Linked DNA regions of Rattus norvegicus: regions 1, 2, 3 and 5 are each linked to region 4. The links are chromatin contacts, called in public Hi-C maps. All regions are on one chromosome and are shown on one strand. Each heading gives the region's core, a stretch centred on a gene start, on an enhancer-like site or on the middle of the called end of the contact. The rest is flanking DNA. Distances are from core to core; before and after follow the strand shown. Region 1 overlaps Arid5b (AT-rich interaction domain 5B). Region 2 overlaps Arid5b (AT-rich interaction domain 5B). Region 3 overlaps Arid5b (AT-rich interaction domain 5B). Region 4 holds the start of Arid5b (AT-rich interaction domain 5B). Region 5 overlaps LOC102546480 (a long non-coding RNA gene).

Region 1 (3,658 bases), core at 146-2,645, 130 kb after region 4:
CCATTTAAAGTTCAGTCTTCCCATCTGTGAAAGCAACAAACATGTCTGTCTTTCTGCCATGCGGGCTTGTTATTCTACTGGGGGGGCAGCATATCATATTTCCTACCATAATAGGAATTAAACAAAAGCCCTTTGAGCGAGAGTCCGGTGTGTAAACGCCTGTGCTTAGAAGTAGATGCACATCAGAGGCCCCTCCATTGTTGTTGTTGTTGTCTTTTAAAGAGAAACAAGGCTAACTAGAGAAATTATTTTGGAATTTTTTTTTTTTTTTTTTTTTTTTTTAGTAAAAGGACATGAAAGAAAGGGCACTTTTTGAGCTTGCGCCGCAGCGCACACATAAGAGCAGTCAGTCATGTTTTGCTAAAGAAGACACAGCTGTTTAATTTTATGGTAGAGTTACTTTAAGGACTTTGTCAATTCAAAGTCGAAAGCCAAACAACTGTTGCTGCAAAACTGGAGTCGAGGCCAAGTCAAGATAAATCCGCTCCTAAAATCATCTTGGAATTACAGAACATTTGGGTTCACGCTGGGCAGGGGGAAGTAGCTTTATTTAAAAAGCCAGTGCCTTGGCTGGTAATTGGAGGAGAGAGGGTTTGCTTTTTGTGTCCTGGGCTCTGCAGTTTTGGATCCCCCCAACTTCTTTTTTTAGCTGCTTGGTTTGTTTTAATACCAAGTTTATTTGCTTTTGGGGGCGAACAGGCCCATTCAGTAGGAAATTGTCCAAAATTACACCACATAGATTGGAAATGAAATTTAAAAATCAAATTAAGCACCAATTGCACAACTGATTATAGGATTTAGAATTATTATTATTATTATTATTATTATTATTATTATTATTATTCATGGAATGATACAGCTTAGTCCTTTCCTTGGTCTTATAAATTCCAAGTTTCTCTATACTGCCTATTGTTAGAAACAAATGAACTGGCCTTTTTTGTTTTTAGTGGCTTTTCTTCCTTATTAGGGAGTTATTCAGACATCTTTCCTTGGTTCCTGTAATTCCAAGCCAATTGGAGTATCAGCCTATTTTTGGTTATGAAGGAACTTTTAAAATGTGGGCATGATCTTTTTTACGGTTATAAAACTCGTTAAAATCAATTGGCCACAAAAATAGAACAGCTATAGCCACAGATACAGTGACTCTGTTACCTTCCTGGGATACATTGTTCTACACCTCCTATACAAGCCCCACCAACCTCACCTCACAACTCCTGGCATCCTGAAGGAGGCCTACTAAATGTAAATTAAAATGCATATTGAAACAGCCTAAAGTTGTGGTTCACACTTGCGTCCCTCCGAGATCAATGCCCTACCTGTGTTTGAGTAAACCTTGTTAGTTCCTGGGGTTTTTGTGGTCATCCCTGTGCATCACCCTGATTTACCACAAGAGGGCAATAGAGAGTTTGCTTAAGGCTAACAAAGCCAGAAATGGTTCTAATGACGAGCTAAGTGTTTTAACTTGCTAAGGATTTATTTCGCGGCCTTTCAATCGCCACACTTGCAAGCCTCTGGGTTTCCTGAACAGCCAATAATCCAAAGACATTTCTTCTGAGAGGAAATACAGAGATACCGGTGCAGACGAGGACTTTTGCCCAAATAAGGAGGCTTTTTATGGCGACCCCATGTGTTAGATAACTGTCTACTGACAGTTGGTCATGAGTTTATAAGGTCGGATGCTAAAATATGTATACCATATGCTATGAAAGCGCTTGGGTGGAAGACCAAAAAAAAAAAAAAAACCTTTACAGCTATCACCAACATACCAGAGGCACACAGACGGGGCGCTTCATTGCATGTAGGTTGAACCCATCCAAAAATGTCATTAAAAATGATCACCTTATAAGTATCCTACAGTAAAATACCCGTCGCATGTCTTGTTCACGCTGCAGTGATCGTTTTCATCTCTCAGCCTAAAACCTGAGGTGCTTGAGCTGCAGCTCTCGCTGTCTAGCCTGAATTTATTTCCGGAGCCACCATTACTGCTCTCGTGTGTTATAATCCAGGTCATTTGAAGATAAAAGGAAGGGGTTCAGCGGAGGAGAGCTTGGCTTTTGATAGGTTGCTTAGCTCCTGTGCTTCATGGCCATCGTCATAGAAACCAAAGTGGAGGAGCCAGAGGGAATGGACTCTTATTTCAGACCCTGTGACTGGCTATGCGGGAGAACAAGACGCTAGGCTGACCCGGTATTAAGTAGCCACTATCATCACAATGTCCGGTGGTCTTTCTACATTTATTTTTTATCAAGTGCATATGTGTACGCATGTGCATTGTGGGTCTGAAGACGGAGATCAGAGAACAACTTCGTAGAACTGGTTCTCTCCATAGAGCTTGGCGTGGGTTCCAGGAATCAAACCCCTGTCCCTAGGCGTGCATAGCAAGGTCCCTCTTCTGTCACCCTGTTTTCTTGCTGGTCCTTTGGATGCTAAGGATGACTGGATAAAGTGCTCGTCTCCTCTACAGTTCCCAGAACTGAAACCTCTTTCTTTCATCCAACTTCTCCGGGCTTCTTGGCAATGTGTCGTGTGAAATTGTGGGACCTGAGGCAGCTGGACCATGCCAAGAAGGTCATGTTCTTGCCTTGAGGGCTGACTGTATCTGACCCCTCTCCTTACTTTCAAGTGAAATCTCTAAAAGGCAAACGCAGTTAGACTGTAAACTTTTTCGGCAATTTGTGGTCAGGAAACTTCTACTTGGGATTAGCCAAACTCACTCAAATTCCATTTTCTCATGCTCATGTCTGCACCAAATGATTAAAACACTACACCCAACTCATGTCATCAACATGTCAAAATAGCTCAGGAGGAGTCAGAGCTCCTCTCTCCCTCTCTCCCTCTTTCCCTCCCTCCCTCTCTCCCTCTTTCCCTCCCTCTCTCCCTCTCCCCCTCCCTTCTTCCCTCCCTCCCTCCTTCTCTCCCTCCCTCCCTCCCTCTTTCCCTCTCTCCCTCCTCCAACATGTTTTCACTTGGTACCTTAGTTAAGGAACTTAATGTTCTAACAGCCTTATCGGGACGTTTAGTAACCTCGAGTCAATATTACTAGATTTGAACTTTTTTGAGACCCCACATCAGCAAATTCTGGGGTAATAACATGTGTTCGTGACAGCAGACATTACAGCAGATAGGACCCTACATTGTATTGGACCATTTGAGTTGTGATCTTCGATAACTGTGTTCTAGCTTCAGACGTCGGTCTGTTTTGCTTACCCTTTGAGTCCCAACCAAGGACATCTCTGATCCTAACATTATGTTGTCGTCCAAACCAGCATCACCCATACGGAAGATGACACAAGCCGTCTGCCATTGAAAAAGGAAAATGTGGAATTAATTTTAATGATATATTTATCCAATCCATTATAGCCAAAATATTGCCATTATCTCAGTGTGGACTTGATTTAAGATGCGCTCTGTGAGATCGTTTGCTCTCCATCCCACATGTTGAAAACCAGTCGGTGTTTCGCACGTAAAGTGCACCTCGTCTCGGACGTGGGGTTTCAAGAGCTCTGCAGACTCCTGTGGGTACCGTGACCGCACTGGATGCAGCGACTTTAAACAGGAAGAGAAATGTTTTCTCTTAACTGACAGCGTGAAGCTTCACCCTTCTCTATCACTGTTATTAATTATTACTAGTATTATTATGAGATCCATGGAGTGGTTT
Region 2 (3,739 bases), core at 1,204-3,703, 82 kb after region 4:
GGTCCCTTTTAATCAGGCGTTTAATTTGTTTTTATTATTAATATTTTCCACTACATGTCTTGGCCTGCCTCCAGTAAAACAGCTTTGATGGGAGGGGGGGTTGGGGGGGAAGGAGGTTGAGAAAAAATAAAATTAAAAAAACCTCTTCCTCCCTCAACAATGGTTTCACTACGAATGTGTTTTCTCCTTTGATGTGTCTGGACTTGGAGAAATAACTCAGAAGCCTTGAGAGAGATTTGGAAATACAGTGAGTGCACCCCACATCAACACGCAGCCACAACCAGGGACTGATAAAGTTGACGGATGACTTTGGAATTTTAAAACGGTTCAAACCCATTCAGGCTATTTAGTCACATACCCTGACTGCATATTTTTCCCCCTTTTACAAACGCCTTTTCTGTATAATGTCTTGTAATTAGAACAGGAAGTCATCGAGTAACTGTAAGACGAATAAAAGCACTTAACACTGAAAGGAAAATTACCTTCCAAGAAATTATATTCCGTCTTTTTTTCCCCCCTCTCTCTCTACCCTGCATGTTACAATGTTGGTAAGGAGAGTAACAGCTGTAACTACTCTTATTTGTAGGATTTTTGTGCTTGGGTTTTCTGAGATTAAAAAAAAAATCATGTTCAGTAATAATCAAAGATGAATGGACAGAAGATAGGAAATGCCTAATTATGACAAATATTCTGTCACAACAGAACAGCTATTAAATGGAGACGGTGTAATTGTCAATTGCACTAACGGCTGGAAGGCTGCCAGGTACACAAAGTTGAGGGCTCGCCCTTAGTTGGTTGCTAGGAGCAGGCAAAAAGTATAAAGGTTTGAGAAAGGAATGTGTCCTGTAGGAAAGGGACAGCAGGCTGCATAGATCACTGGGCAAGCCCTTTCTATTGACATGATGTTGCTTAAATTGTTTCAAAAGTAGACATCGGGTTTTTTGTTTTGTTTTTTAACTCTAGCAAATTCATCTCTGCTTGGGGGAGGGGACCAAAGAAAGGAAGCTGTAGGTTCTCCGTGCAGCAAGCCTCAAGGACATTGTGTTTCAAACTGAGCCTCCATACAGATTTGGAATCTTTTAAGTGAAAAATCTTTAAATGTTTGTTTCTGTTGGCGTCCAGACGCATTTGCCCTAATACGATTACAAGAAGGAAAGGGCTAAATACTTGGCAGAATTTTCAGTTGAGGTAATTAGGCACAGGAAAGGACATGCCTATTTTTTCCACAAAGCTCTATAAAGTCCTAGTGTGAAGGGTTTTTATGAAGGGGTTTTTTTTGTTTGTTTGTTTGTTTCAGGCTTTCTGATGTTAGATGGTGGTTTTCAGTAAACATACCGTGTGATGTTTCCTAAACAGCCCCCCCACCCCACCCCCAACCCCGCCTGGGGGATAAAATTATGTTTCTGCAATGTTATGTAAGAGATGAGAGCAAATTTCTCCTCCAGAATGGATGTTTTGAACCTCCTGCACATTTGGCCACCATTAACTATTAAAAAAGGAAGAAAGAAAGAAAGAAAGAAAGAAAGAAAGAAAGAAAGAAAGAAAGAAAGAGAGAGAGAAAGAAAGAAAGAAAGAGAGAAAGAAAGAAAAGAAAGGACAGAAGAAGAAAAGCATTATGGATATTTGAAAGTCTACGCTCCAGTAATTTATTGTGCTTGCCATTTCATGCATCTCTTTATACAAAGACAATTTGAGCAACTCACAGGATGAATGCTCGCCCCGCCCCTCCCCCCCCTCCCCCCCCCCCCGACTCCATGAGAGCCATGGTGTACAGTTACTGTTTGACAAGTCGAGGTGGAGTTTCAGATTATAATTACAGTTTCTCTGTGGAATTCTGTTTGGGAGTTTGAAAAATATATAAATAAGTGAAAAAAAATGACATTGAGAGAGGTTAACAAAACGTGTAATTATGATATAAGTACAGGATTAGAGCCATTTCAGTGGAGAAGTACATGCTCTGTACTTTAGGTATTAACTTTTAATAGGCCGAGTTAAAGTTCTCTTTATTGAAGTTGAAATGAGGTTTCGTCATTGTGGGACTCTTATTCCCTTTGAATATTTAATTTAAAGCTAAGCATGTTCACATTTTTTTGCTGGGGAGGAGTGACTCCAGAGATGGGATGACATTTTAATAGAATATCATAACCGTTGTTTACAATACCAACCTTGAGTACCGATCTTTTTTTTTTTTTCTTTTACTTAATTTTTTTGGCTGGTTATATTCTACTGAGTAAAATCAAAATCAAATAAAAAAGTATATATAGCCCAAGAAACTAGAATGTTCTAGAAAAATACTCTGTACGGTTAGTTCCGAAGTTTCTTGTCTGATGTGGGTGTGGTTGAAAGAAAATCATTGTTCCGAGAACACTTTGTTTGTCTTTTGCTAAACAAATGTGCAATTTATCCATTCTTTGTTCGCAGATTTCTCTACTAAAGTCTCTTGTGAAACAGAAAAGGGGGGACCGCGTTTATTGGTGGCCCTTGTTTCATGTATCTGAGTATTTATGAGTCTCTGAAAGGAGAAAGGAGGACTGGGTCTAGCTGCAGGATTTCTCTAAGAATTCTTGAAGGGGCTGTTTGCCTTCATTTGTTTCTCTTTGTGCTGTTGTGAAACAGAACATGCCAGCCACTGAAGAGTTTAATATTCTTATGGCTGTGTCAGGAGGAAGCTGATTTAATGGAGAGGCTTAGGAGGCAGTTAAAGGATCATAGAACTTAAGATCTGCAAGGCTCTTGCAAAGTCTTCACATCCATACCAGTTTATACGCTTCTCCTTCCTTCCTCTCTCCTCCCTGGCAGTCTCTATTCACGTCTATAAGGGCTGAGGGTCTCTTGGGCTTTCTATAGTTTTTATAAATATGAAAGCAATCCCTTGGGGAATGTCTAATTACAAGGTTGGAAATTTGCCCCCGTCCGAACAATGCCAAAATTCTGGTCCAAATGGGTGGTTCTGTTCACAAGCAATGGAGTTAGCATAATTTTTGTTTTGGCATCACCGAGGGTTGCCACATTAGACCAGACCCCAGCTGTGCCTTTGGCCTCCTGGTGTAGAGAGAGTTTAATGAGGGAAGAGGAGACAGGAGCATTAGGCTAGTAAATGTAGGATTCAGCCTTCTTCCCATCTCCTGATTGGGAAGTCGCTATGTGAAAATCACATTGATAGTTGAAGTGTCTACAGTGAGCAACACGGGCCTTAAATCACATACACACACACACACACACACACACACCACTCACACACCACTCACACACCACTCACACACCACACACACACACACACACACACACCACACACACCACACACACACACCACTCACACACCACACACACACACACACACACACACCACACACCACTCACACACCACTCACACACACACACCACACACACCACTCACACACCACACACACACACACACACACACACCACACACCACTCACACACCACTCACACACACACACCACACACACCACTCACACACCACACACACACACACACACACACGCACGCACTTAGCCAGAGTGGAATCATTCTGGTTAGTAGGTGGGTGAAGTTATCAGTTCTCTGGTTTTACCTGACCAAACCTTAGTATCTCCATCCTAGTACTATAAATTAGTTATCACTACTACTACTACTAGTAACTCGAGGCATTTCGTCATGATGCAGAGTTAACCAAACAAGAATTAAAAGGTTAAAAGGTTGGGCTTCGGGGTTGGGGATTTGGCTCAGTGGCAGAGCG
Region 3 (3,992 bases), core at 1,436-3,935, 110 kb after region 4:
AAGGAAGGCCTACTGTTGGGTTCTTTCCCTGATCCCACCTCCTTTCAAAAATAGAAACTCAGAAGTTCTGAGTCAGGCTACAGATTACTTGGCTAGTTCAATGGCAGAGTAAGTTATTAATGACACCCAGATGTTGTTTTTAGTGATTGGATGTTTTCGATTGTGAAATCATATTTTCTTCTGTGTGTTCGGAGTGATGTTTCTTGCTGGGCTCCGCACGCAGCATCTGAAGAAAGAGTCCAATGGCAGAAGCTTTTGCGTGTCCAATGGCGTCGCCGATAAGTGACTGCTCCACTCTTTATTTTTAGCTCTAAGTGCTTTTTTCCCATATGTCTAAAAATAAGTATTTGCAAGGTTTGCATTTCTGCTGCTCCATTGTGATACAAAAAAATATTTGTACACCGAGCAAAAGGCGCTGATAAAGCTGAAGATGAGCTATTTCAAGAAAGTAAGGCTTGCTGTGTTAAGAGGAGATAAAATACATTTTTATGAGTGTAAATGTCAGAGAAAGCCATCCATCTTATTTTGAAATAGTTTTAAAGGAGTGGCCAGATAGTTGACCTCTGAAATGATTTAAATAGATTCTATCGGGGGTGGGGGAGGAGGGAGGCTTCCATGTCTAAAATAGTCCGTTCTGGTATATATTGGATAATGTAAGTCATCTCCCAAAGATGTCACTTAGTGCCTGGTCATCTGGGACAGAGGCTCCTCTGTATAAGATCACCCAAGCCAAGGCCTCTTCTCCCGCCTTTGAATCCTATTCCAGCTCATTAACACCTCCACCCCAAGGCTGGTAAAGAAAATAGAGGAAGAAAGAAAAAAAAAAAAAAGACTCACTTCTGTTGCTCTTAACAGTCCTTGCAAAAGGCCAGCTCGGGCTGAGAGAGAAGCCAGTGGAGAGAAGAAAATGTAGGATTTTCTGCTTTCTGTTTTAGGCTCCCTGTCCTTCCCCAGCACAGGTCATCAATATAGGACTTAAAGACATTTGAAGGAACTTGACACTGGAAGGCCTTGCAGACATAATTGTGTATTATGTCTTCCCTTTAAACTCACAGAAGTGGGGTGAGTGCTAGGGCGTTAAATAGCACCCAGCCTCCATATCTGAAGGAAGCTCTCTCTATGGCCAATGCTCCTAATCAGGGGTTCCACACAGCAGGTGACAACTCTTAATTCACCTTCAGACTTAAACCATCTCCATGACAACTCTATGGTATTTCACATCTTCCAGCCATGACCTGGTGACATTCGGCGTTAATGAGATTGGCAGGTTAGGCTGTGACTGTGTTTACCTCTTTGTGTGTTACTAGACTTAGAGTTCACCCACTACCATCCAGAGCCAAGCTTCGCTCTTATCAGGATAGGTGCCTGGTTGACACATCTCCGAACCTATTAGAAGGGACATTCTTCAGTGTTGGCAGTCCTTAACCACCCTTGCTGATATGTATTCCTTATAGCACTCTGGCTATACCACCCTCCCATTTCAGCCCCACTTTTGGACCAACCAGGCAGCTCAGAGATTTGGGGCTTTGTCTTGGAAGCTCCTCCATCAATCAGAATTCCAAATTGACGTCGTTAAGGTCCCCGGAGGTGTTGAGGGTCCCGGGATCCAGCAATTATGGTGAATAAAAACCTTGCAGCTAGGGAGGGTGAATGCCAGAATTCCCAACTACTAACGGTGGAAAAGGGAAGTGGTTTGTGTTAGAGTATGGTCATATTCTCCTGATTAAACCCACTCAAAAAAAAAAAAAAAAGACAACACTGTAATATTTTCCAATGACTGTTTATCATGAATTACGTCAGCCTTCATTTAAGTTGCTATTATTTCTCCTTAATGCTTCTCTGGTGCCTACATAATTTACCACGCTGGCAGCCTTGGGACTATGAAATAAGCTTTCATAGTGTCCGTCGCGGCGTAGGGTTTTTTTTTTCCTTGGGGGGGGGTTGTTGTTGTTAATTATTATAAAACTCCTTTAACTTTTTACAAAGTGACATAAAATATTGTTGAGGTATTTATGGCTCAAACTACTTTTACATGGCTCTATTTTGCTTCTGGCTAGTTCTTAACTAAAGCAATCATTTGTGGTTATTAGAGCTGCCAGAGAAATTATGTCAGAGCCAGTTTAAGAGCATTATTATGTATCATGTATCACATGTCAGTACTTGAGGCTGCCTTTCAAAAAAAAAAAAAACAAAAGCATAATTTTCATTTGTGTTCCTTCATGGATCAGTGATTTATAAGCTAACCGGTGTGCCCATCATTCGTGAGCCTGTCTCAAACCTCCCATCATCCACTTGGAGTCTCTTTCCTGTGGATCTAAAAAAAAAAAAAAAAAAAAAATCTCTCCAAAGCAAATGTTGGCAAAGGTTGAGTTCCAGGCCAAGATTTGTTTCTAGGGAGTCACGGAATTAGCTGGAACTGCTTAATGGCCCGTGGCTAGGCTAGTTCTGAGTCCCTGAGTGTGTGGTTTTTCTGTGTAGATTTCCTAAGCATTGGGACCAATGATTAGGACTTCTGAAGGGTGGGAGGGGGAAACAGTTCCCACTCAGGGATGACCCTGCCTCAGATACTCAAATAGGCTACCCCTGCTTTCTAAAGATGGTTCCTGGGTGAAGGACATTATATGGAGAGAGGCAGAGAACCAGTTTCGTGGTTCTACAAAGCTGCCCTTCCAAGCAAACTTTCTATTAATACGTCGCTCTGCTGAGCTGCAAATACTGCGCATTCCCCTCCTTGCTTATTTAAAGCAAGAGAGGAAGGGCGTGCCAGAGCATTCTACCAGGAACGAAAACACATTAATGACTCATGTGAACAATTACTGATTTTCTTAACCTATAATTTCTTAATTACCGTCAACCAAAATAATTTGCATGATAATATCCTCAAGCCCCTCCTCGCCAGTGGTGTTTCCCAGTTTGAGCTTGGGGATCAAAGAGTCTGTTTGATCAATAATCAGGGAAATTTAACTCCTTCCTTCTGACCAGATCTACAGGATGCTGACTGGGGATATCTTCCGCAATAATCACCTCTGACACAATGGGAAAAAAAAAAAAAAAAAGCTCTCCAGTCAAGTAAACAGTTCTGGAAAGAGCTTGGGGCCATTTTCTTTAGCTTGAATTCAAGGAGGAAATTGTGACTTTTGTGAAACTTGCATAAATTTACATGTATCCTGTCAGAGTTTTAAAATTAGACAACATGCCTGAGTGCCCTGGAAATGAGTCTGCCATCCAGATTTAGAGAGCTTTTAGCTTTTTTAATTAAAGACATTTCACAAGCCAACACCAGAGAGGGAGAGAATTAAGTATTACATAAGAGCACAGCAACCTTGGAGATTTAGTGAGTGAATATTACGGATTTAGAGAAGGAGATAAAAGGTGCGAAGGGAGTGGTTACGGGGAATTTTCTGCAATCCTTTTTTTAACTGTTAAAAAAAAATTTTTTTTTTTCAGAGAAGCGAAAAGGCCAAGCTGCCATTTGCTGCAGGCCTCGTTCTGGAACCGGTTCAAAGCTCACAGAACCGACTGTGGGGTTGTGGTGGTTGTTAATGAGCACTCACGGCAGTGCGCTAGGATCATGGATTTGTTATGAATAGATGTATTCAGATATATTCACATGCGTATATTTGTATATGTATATGAAATTCATGTATACATATATGTGTGCTTGTATATATATACATATATACATATGTGTATGTATATATGTGTGTATACATATGTATGTGTGTATATATACATATATGTGTATGTATATGTGTGTATATATATACATATGTGTGTATATATACACATATGTGTGCGTGTATATATGTGTGTGTATATATGTGTGTATGTATATATACATTATATGTGTATATGTATATATAAATATATGTGTGTGTACATACATATGTATGTGGGTATATATACATATATGTGTATATATACATATGTGTGTATATATGTATATGTATATATATGTGTGTATATACATATGTATGTGTGTATACATACAT
Region 4 (3,965 bases), core at 1,311-3,810:
AGGGATACCCTCAGGCACTGTGTCGAGGTTTCCTGCATAAATGCAGCCGCCTTGGTCAGGCAGGAAACTGACTCATAGATGATCTCAAAGAAAATCTTGTCAAAATACAGCAACTCAAGTCTTTTTTTTTTTAATATATCATCTTTTGAATTGAATGTATATATTTACACTAACAGGACAGAGGCTAACGGAAGCCTGAGGCAGCTCATGAATATTTTTTTTAAATATGTAAAATGCCCTTCAGTCAAATCCATTCATATGTTAAAAATGAACAAAATGGGTTATTCTAATCAAACGTCTGCAGTGTGCACCATAAAGTTAAAAAGAGAGGGCGAAAGGGCTGTAATTTCTCTCTCTAACCCATGTTTATGAAATGGTAAGATCAGATGAAATTTCAAGGAAGATAATTAAGGAGTGATGTGCAAGTCATAATTTGGCTAATGCAAAAGATGGAAGACTGTAAATTGGTACACTGTCCTCCCCCACGGTGCGGAGTTGGAATATTACTTTAAATTATTAAAATAGCTTTTCGACAGCTTCCAGAATACGGGCTTTTTGGCATGGGCTTTTATTACTTATTGTAATTGGAGGATCTGCCATTTTCTTTCGTTTATCTCTGTGTATATAGAAACAAGATACATCTTGCCTTTTTTTTTATGACTTCTCCATGTTCCGAATCAAAAAATGTGTTTTAGATAATGTTCAGCGCCCTAATTCTTACTGCAGCGGAGGCAGACGTTATGGAAAAAAAGCGTCAAAACACACACAGAGGGTCCTTCCACCGCCAGATCACCGAAGACGAGGCGTTTGTGCTCTGCTGGGTGTATTAACTTCAGCCATGTGAATATAATTTTCATTAAAGTAATCCTGTCTCAACTCGATGCTGCGGGTAGAGGTGAAACGTTGCGAAAGCGTTAAAAATAGCTTGCTAGTAATTTCAACATCCTGTAATTTTATCGCGGATCGAGTTTCAACTGTCGTACTATACAAACCTTATCCCCCATATAGTACATGTTTACTTTTTTAGCCTGCCAGACCCACTCTGGAAAGATTGGTGCCAATATAATAAAATCGCTGGGGAGGTTGGGGGGTGCTGGAAAGAGTGGGAGGAGAGCCGGGAAGGGGTGGGGGAAGTGAGTACACCATTTTACATCAACGCTGCGAAAATGCAAGCGAGCCAGGCGGAGGACCGGCAGCTGGGTCGCAGCGAGCGAGGGCTTTGCAGTCCCTGCTTGTTCCTTGTTCTGTGGCTCTTAAGTTTCTCTGTTTGCATAATAGCCGTGCATGCAAACCGCGCAATGCTCCAGGGCTCTAGAACAATAAATATACACATTTAAAACCTTTATTGTCTTACGATGTGTTAACCACCCCCCCCCCGTTTCTAACAGCTTAATTTCTGATGATATTTAACTAGTTTGCAAATGGATTATTTTTTTCAGTTTCAAACTATTACCGAGAAAGCTCCCCCTCCCTTTTTTTGGAGGAGGGGGGCACGGGAAGGATTGGGGGTGGGGTAGAAGTCGGTATATTATTCCTGTAGCGCCGGGTTATATAAACACATTATCATTTGAGAGAGCCCTTGGCGCCCATCAGCATTGTAAACACGTACGAGTGTATATACTTCAAAATTAAAGAATGCACACGCAGAACCCGGAGCCCGAATTCATATTCCGAGCAGACTCGCGGCTCGCATGTATTGATTTATCATGCACGGTTTATTGTTCCTCTCCCTAAATGCAGTTGCTGTCCGTTCAATATTGTTGCAAAATCACGAGACGTGTGTGCACTGCTCACTTGTCTTTCTGCTCTTCTTCTTCCTTTTTTTCCCCTGCTGAGTATTTTTTTTTGCGAAGCGAACAAATGCATTAATATTTATATGTTTATATAATCGATAACCCACTTTTCCCTTCCGTGTAAATAGGCATCGGAAGATAATTTAACAGATTAGTTCTCTCAAACATGGCAGTGAGGAAACGTAATTTAACTATCAAACAAATCTACATGTCTAATAACAGCAAATCTGCTAAGGAGCATTAGAAAGAGGAGCGGCGCCCCGGAATCTCTGCAGGAAATGTTCTTTATATTAGACATATACAAGCAGGTCCTGTCAGATGCACAACGCAGCTCGGGAGACGTGGTCTGCTCCAAAAATCTCAGCCGACGTTAGCCACAGACACAGAAACGGGGTAGATAAACGTACCCTCATTACTTGGTTTTAGGGTGGGTTTCAATTTTTTTTACATCTTCCTGTCTGCTTTTTGCCTTGATCCATTCTCTTCCCGCCGAGGTCGGACTGAGCCCTTCTCCCTATTTCGAATTTGATCAACCCATCTTTGGCAGCAAACCCACATCTTTTTGACAGGAGATGAAAATTGAGTCTTCGAAGAAATATTAGGATATATTTTCAATCATTTTGGTGTCGAGGGGGAGGCTAGAGCTTAGTTTTATATTGAGACATCACGCCGGCTGCAAGCAGAGAATGCTTTCCCCTGCCAGGACCTGATGCAATCCATTCAAGCCAACAAGTTTGGAGAGAATGTTGAGTTCAATCAATTCAGAACGTCGAGATGGAGCCCAACTCACTCCAGGTATTTCGCTCTCCTCCGCTCCTGCGGTCCCGCCGCCCCCCGGCAGCCCCCAACCCCCCAGCTCACCCACCCCCTCACACCCCCCCACACCCCCCACAAACTTTTTACCAAACTTTTACCCTCTGCATCCCCCCAAAATCATTTTTATTGTTTTTTTAAAAAATCCCTACGCTGATCATACCTACATAATGTAATTTTATCGCCTCATATGGGGAACTGGGAAGGGGTGGTGGTGAGGACCCGGAGGGTTTTTTTTTTTTTTTTTTTTTTTTTTTTTAGGGGAGGTAGAAAATTAGTGGGTTTTGTAATATTTTTCACCCAACGTTCTATCTGTGGGTCGGTCTGTATTGAGAGTCTTGTGTGTGAATGTGCCTAGGAATAGATATTTGTGCTTGATGGCTACATTATTTACGTGGTGCTTTTTTTTTTTTTTCTCCTCTCCCTCTCTCTCCCCCTCCTGCAGTGGGTCGGCTCACCGTGTGGCTTACACGGACCTTATATTTTCTATAAGGCTTTTCAATTCCACCTTGAAGGAAAACCAAGAATCTTGTCCCTTGGCGACTTTTTCTTTGTAAGATGTACGCCAAAGGATCCGATTTGCATAGCGGAGCTCCAGCTGTTGTGGGAAGAAAGGACCAGCCGGCAACTTTTATCCAGCTCGAAACTTTATTTCCTTCCCGAAGACACTCCCCAAGGCCGAAATAGCGACCATGGCGAGGTGGTAAACCTATCTCTCCCTCTCTTCCTTCTTTATTATCCACCCCCCCTCCAGTAATGCGTATTATAAGGCAAGCTTGAAAATACTGTATTCAGTTCTGCGGTGAGCAGGATCCGCTCGTTTTTTAAAGGGGTAGCGCCACTAACTGGGGCTGGAGTATTTTACCATTGTCAGAGTTTGGCTGTCAGCTTTACAAAGACCGTCCAACTGCTGATTTTAGTCAAGATCAAATAACTTGTCGAGAAGGGTTTTGTTCCAGGGTGTGTGTGTGTGTGTGTGTGTGTGTGTGTGTGTGTGTGTGTGTGTGTTTAGCTACCTCCTCTTGAAGATTAATATCCCATGCTTTAATATACATATTTTAATATACATATTTTTTTGCTTTTTTTTTTTTTAGTTGTACCTTCATGCCTGGCTCCTAGGCTTGGTAGCTTTCTTTTAGTGGGTTTTGATATTGTTCGCGTTTTTTTTTTTTCTTTTAAGTATTTGATATGTTTAAGAGGGCGGAAATTACGAAACGGAGGCAGAATGAGATCAAAAGCAATTGAGTTGGCAAAGGCGTGTTGACTGAAGTGATAAATGACAGGTACTGGGATAATACATTCAAATAACTTGCGCATCTGCCCGGGCGGATTTCAAAGCGGTCGTGTAACCGGCACAAA
Region 5 (3,853 bases), core at 778-3,277, 72 kb before region 4:
TGAAAATCAGGCCTCTCATAAAAACTGCTTCATCCCGGACAGGTTCCAAAGCAGCAATTTAAATAGCAGCCGGTTCTATTCCAAAGAGGCTCACTTCCCCTCAATAGCTTCGCCAACCAGAGACAAGGTTCTCTCCATAGCCCCGCCTTTTGAACCGAAAAGAATCTAGCATAGTCACAGGACAATCATAATTTGTTAGAAGCCAGGAAGACTAGGTCCCTCCCCCCCCTTTCTGGCCTCTTCATTTTGTGGGGTGTTAGTTCACAGGGGGCTGGATAATCTGTTTGGTATGATATCTGGTTGTTGATACTTCTAAGTAACCAGAGTAGCAAAATTGCTCCCCGCCCCCCAGAAAAAAATTTTTAAGCTTAAACAAGGCCAAAGGAATATTAAAGTTTCACTAGGGAAGAAATATGGCCGCTGCCAGGAACTGATTAGTCATAAAACCCAAGGCATTCCGGCGTCCATCATCGCCTGACTTTTAATGACTGAACTAAGAGAAGAGACATCAGTTTTCAAAATAAGGTTATAAAAACGCTATGCACAGATGAGGCCTCCAAATATTTTGATAGTACCCGAACAAAATTACTGTGTGTGTGCGCGTGTGTGTGTGTGTGTGTGTGTGTGTGTGTGTGTGTGTGTGTAGAAAAAAATATCATTGAGACAAATCACAAAACATATGTTGTTATGTTTTGCTCTAAAAACCATGAAGTTTACCCAGAACCCTATTATGGTAACTGCTTCATTTTTCATGCATTCCTAAATTACCATGTAATCTAAAACCTTGTTTTCAGATGCCCTATATTGGAAAGTCCCTTAAAACCGAGCAGGATGGTGGCAGGCTCGCATTCAGAAGGAAACTTGCCTCTGCTGCTGAAAATGAAAGCGGGATTTATCAGCCACACTCCTTTAAAACAACCACCACCTTAGCGACATGGGGGCCAGCCGCATCCAGGAAACGCCGCCCGAAACCAGCAATTGTGCTTTAAGCTCTCTGCATTTTCAAACACATGGATAGTTGGTGTAAAAATATATTCTTTTCCTGCAGGGACGTGACTGTAATTAGTGTGTGCCAAAACTCTCTCTCTCTCTCTCTCTCTCTCTCTCTCTCTCTCTCTCTCTCTCTCTCTCTCTCCCTCTCCCTGAGATTTCATTGTCTTATCTCCTTACAGCATCTTAATGCGATTTTATTTTACTTTGTCAAAGTCCTATTAGCATAAATGTGTTCTCCATAGCAAACAGTGTTCTTTTTTATGCAAAACAGGATTCAGCTGACTCGAATAAAGCAGCTTGCAGTCTATTAGACTACAACGGTAATGTGCTTATTTTGTTTGTCAAATCAAGACCGCGTCAGAAGGCTCTAGACAAAGATTTGTCTTGCTTTCCAGAATAATTGCCAGGGTGGGGCTACATTATGATCTGTAAATGAATAGTATCGCTTAGAACAAACACTTCATATATCTTTTATCTTCCCCTGCACACAGTTCTGAGTTTTTCTTTGAAATCCTTGCTCTACTTTTCCACATAAGTCATCAGAATGTTTCCAAAGAATTTTAACTGCCAGATTAATTATATCTTACAAACAAAGATAGATTACTTACATTCTTTTTTCAGAATCCCTGCCAGTATGGCGCAACTGGCAACAAATTAATCTCGTTTGCAACCCTACAAAATGTTTTGCTAGGAAAAGGCCTGGAAGGTAAATGGATCCTTTTTAAAAAAAAAAAAAATCAGGTTGCTCATTCTGAAAGGCTAATCCGTAAGCAAAGAACAGAGGATTAAATGAATCTAACTACTCCCCAAACTTGTTCTTTCTTTTTGTTTTTTTTTTTCTCCTTGTTTTTTTTTTTCTCCCTTCGTCTTAACAACTAGGTTATAGCCCTCTGTTAATGGATTCAGTTAATTAAGTATTACTGTGACCTAGTGGCAATTTCTGAAATCCAGAGAATTTTTCCCTCTTTAAGGTCTGCCTCCCCCACAGGGCCGGGTGTAATCTGTTTGCAGAGTCTGTGGATGTCAGCCTTGCTTCCCTTACAAGCTTCGAGAATGTTTTAATAAATTTATCAACCGAAAAATATTACAAACATTTCATTTCCTTTGACTCAGGCAACACAGACACACAGACACACAGACACACACACACACACACACACACACACACACACACACACACACACACACACACCACTGCCTTCGTTGCAAATTCTTGCCAGTATGAATCACCCTAAGTAATATTTGCTTTAACTTTAGTGTGGTTCAACAAACAACTTTTATATGGCTGGACTTCAAAGAGAGGAGAAATGAAGGTTGGAAATAAGATAGGCGTAATCTATTATTAGGCATGAAACACTAAACCACTTTTAGCTATAACTCTAAAAACCTGCATGATCTAGGTTTTTTTAACGTAATGCATATTTATCGTGCCTCCGCTCACACAAGCGTTTATCTCCCCGTGTTTGCGAGAGAAATACTTTCCACTGTAGCGTGGGCCACTACTTGGCTTAATTTTTTCTAATATTTAATTTAGAAGGGGGGGGAAATGGTAATATTATAACAGGATTCTCATGTGTCCCGGCCAAAAATACTTAGTGTTCCTCTTTGAGTAAAATTAATCTGTTACCAGTTCCCTGACCTGCAAGTCAGGTTTCAGTAAAATAGGCATTGAGGGAGGAGGGGAGAGGGAGGGGTAAGCTAGGCTGGGCAGAGAGATAAGATCTCTTTCTTTGATTAAGGGGGGGTGGTGGCTGGGGTGGGGGGGAGCTAAAAAGAATGCCTCAACCCAGCCGTGCCTTCCAAAGGCAGAAAATAAGCTGAGAGTGTATCTCAGAGTGGTAATGGTTGAAGACATTTATTAGCTCCGTCCATAACAACAGTCGCTGCAGGGACAGTAATTGTTAAAATCTGTTCTGCAATTATTTCTTTAATGGCGGGGGTGTGGGGGCGGGGCAGGGGTGGGGGTTCCAGCTCCTCACTTCTCTCCTTCACCCTCCACAAACATTGGCACTGAAAGAAAAAAAAAAAATCTAATGTTATGAAATAAGTCAGATGTCAGGAGAGAGAGCTTGTAGCTCAAGAGAACACGAGACAGCACGGGGAAATGTATGCATGCACAGAAACAAAAACACCATCGGTAACATTTTGTTCTTGATTAAATTTGCGCTCCCTAATACAGTAGATTAAAAATAAGTCCAACTGTTAAACACATTAGTGTTCAGCTATGGTTCTGGTGCCAGAAAAACAGATACTACTCCAGACCCGGCCTCTCTCTGCTAGACTTTAGGAGCCAGGGGAAATCTGACGCCCCTAGAAACCTGAGCCCCAAAGTCCATCTGGGACCCTGCAGTTTGGGGATTCCTTATTTTCGTCTGGTGATGAAATCTCAGAACCATCTTAATATTTTCTCACACTGGGTCAAAACCTCGGCATCTCTCAGCGAGGCTGTAAGAAAATACGGGCTAGGAAAATGGAGGATGAATTGCTAATGGCTGTAGTCAAGACACGCCGGAAGGAATATTAAATTCAGTTGTTCTTTTAAAAAGAATTGTAAGCCATGACCTCGCCCCAACTCCCGAAGAATTTTAAGAGACTGGAGACGGGGTCCCACAGTTCAGAGTGCATAGGTCTCCTGCAGCAGATCCAAATTTGGTTCTCAGCACCCATCAGAAGCCTCCCAACTGCCTGTAACTCCTTCTGAGGGTCCGATGTGCCCTCTTCTGGATGCACAGGTCTCTTCCCTAACACATGCACACAACTACACACACATACATACACATACATACACATACACACACATACATACACAGCATTAAAAACAAAATAAATCTCTTTCATATACAAAAATGACTATTTAATG

What was found. A called contact is a pair of places that touch in the nucleus more often than the background predicts.
Region 1: a Hi-C map of the A7r5 cell line shows a contact between it and region 4, with 3 times the contacts expected there. The contact joins the enhancer-like site here to the promoter of Arid5b in region 4. A contact is called at or near these places in 9 of 12 Hi-C or Micro-C datasets (the A7r5 cell line, Schwann cells, frontal cortex and 4 more) and 1 of 1 datasets of contacts at active chromatin or transcription factors (oligodendrocytes).
Region 2: a Hi-C map of liver shows a contact between it and region 4, with 3 times the contacts expected there. The contact joins the enhancer-like site here to the promoter of Arid5b in region 4. A contact is called at or near these places in 4 of 12 Hi-C or Micro-C datasets (frontal cortex, kidney, liver and 1 more).
Region 3: a contact with region 4 is called in a Hi-C map of the A7r5 cell line, with 1.9 times the contacts expected there. The contact joins the enhancer-like site here to the promoter of Arid5b in region 4. A contact is called at or near these places in 6 of 12 Hi-C or Micro-C datasets (the A7r5 cell line, frontal cortex, hepatocytes and 3 more).
Region 5: a contact with region 4 is called in a Hi-C map of the A7r5 cell line, with 2.6 times the contacts expected there. The contact joins the enhancer-like site here to the promoter of Arid5b in region 4. A contact is called at or near these places in 7 of 12 Hi-C or Micro-C datasets (the A7r5 cell line, Schwann cells, kidney and 2 more).

Annotation. Positions count from the first base shown.
Region 1 is chr20:20,431,981-20,435,638 of GRCr8, forward strand. All of the region lies in intron 4 of Arid5b (AT-rich interaction domain 5B), which reads left to right. Among named protein-coding and RNA genes, the nearest start is that of Arid5b, 130 kb to the left of the region's middle. Within about 2 kb of position 1,396, at least 12 of the 93 cell types and tissues checked have an H3K27ac peak or open chromatin away from gene starts, as enhancers often do. A contact at or near this core is called in the A7r5 cell line, where this site is marked.
Region 2 is chr20:20,386,613-20,390,351 of GRCr8, forward strand. The region is part of intron 3 of Arid5b (AT-rich interaction domain 5B); the gene reads left to right. Among named protein-coding and RNA genes, the nearest start is that of Arid5b, 82 kb to the left of the region's middle. Within about 2 kb of position 2,454, at least 23 of the 93 cell types and tissues checked have an H3K27ac peak or open chromatin away from gene starts, as enhancers often do.
Region 3 is chr20:20,410,851-20,414,842 of GRCr8, forward strand. The region is part of intron 4 of Arid5b (AT-rich interaction domain 5B); the gene reads left to right. Among named protein-coding and RNA genes, the nearest start is that of Arid5b, 110 kb to the left of the region's middle. Within about 2 kb of position 2,686, at least 33 of the 93 cell types and tissues checked have an H3K27ac peak or open chromatin away from gene starts, as enhancers often do. A contact at or near this core is called in the A7r5 cell line and kidney, where this site is marked.
Region 4 is chr20:20,304,154-20,308,118 of GRCr8, forward strand. Arid5b (AT-rich interaction domain 5B) reads left to right here and starts at 2,561. Exons shown (of 10, transcript NM_001107624.1): 1 at 2,561-2,588; 2 at 3,052-3,306. The coding sequence starts at 2,568.
Region 5 is chr20:20,232,569-20,236,421 of GRCr8, forward strand. LOC102546480 (a long non-coding RNA gene) reads left to right here. Exons shown (of 2, transcript XR_362173.5): 2 at 795-1,311. It overlaps LOC102546554 (a long non-coding RNA gene), which reads right to left. Exons shown (of 4, transcript XR_005497640.2): 4 at 1,063-3,003. Among named protein-coding and RNA genes, the nearest start is that of Trnaa-agc57, 49 kb to the right of the region's middle. Within about 2 kb of position 2,028, at least 20 of the 93 cell types and tissues checked have an H3K27ac peak or open chromatin away from gene starts, as enhancers often do. A contact at or near this core is called in the A7r5 cell line, where this site is marked.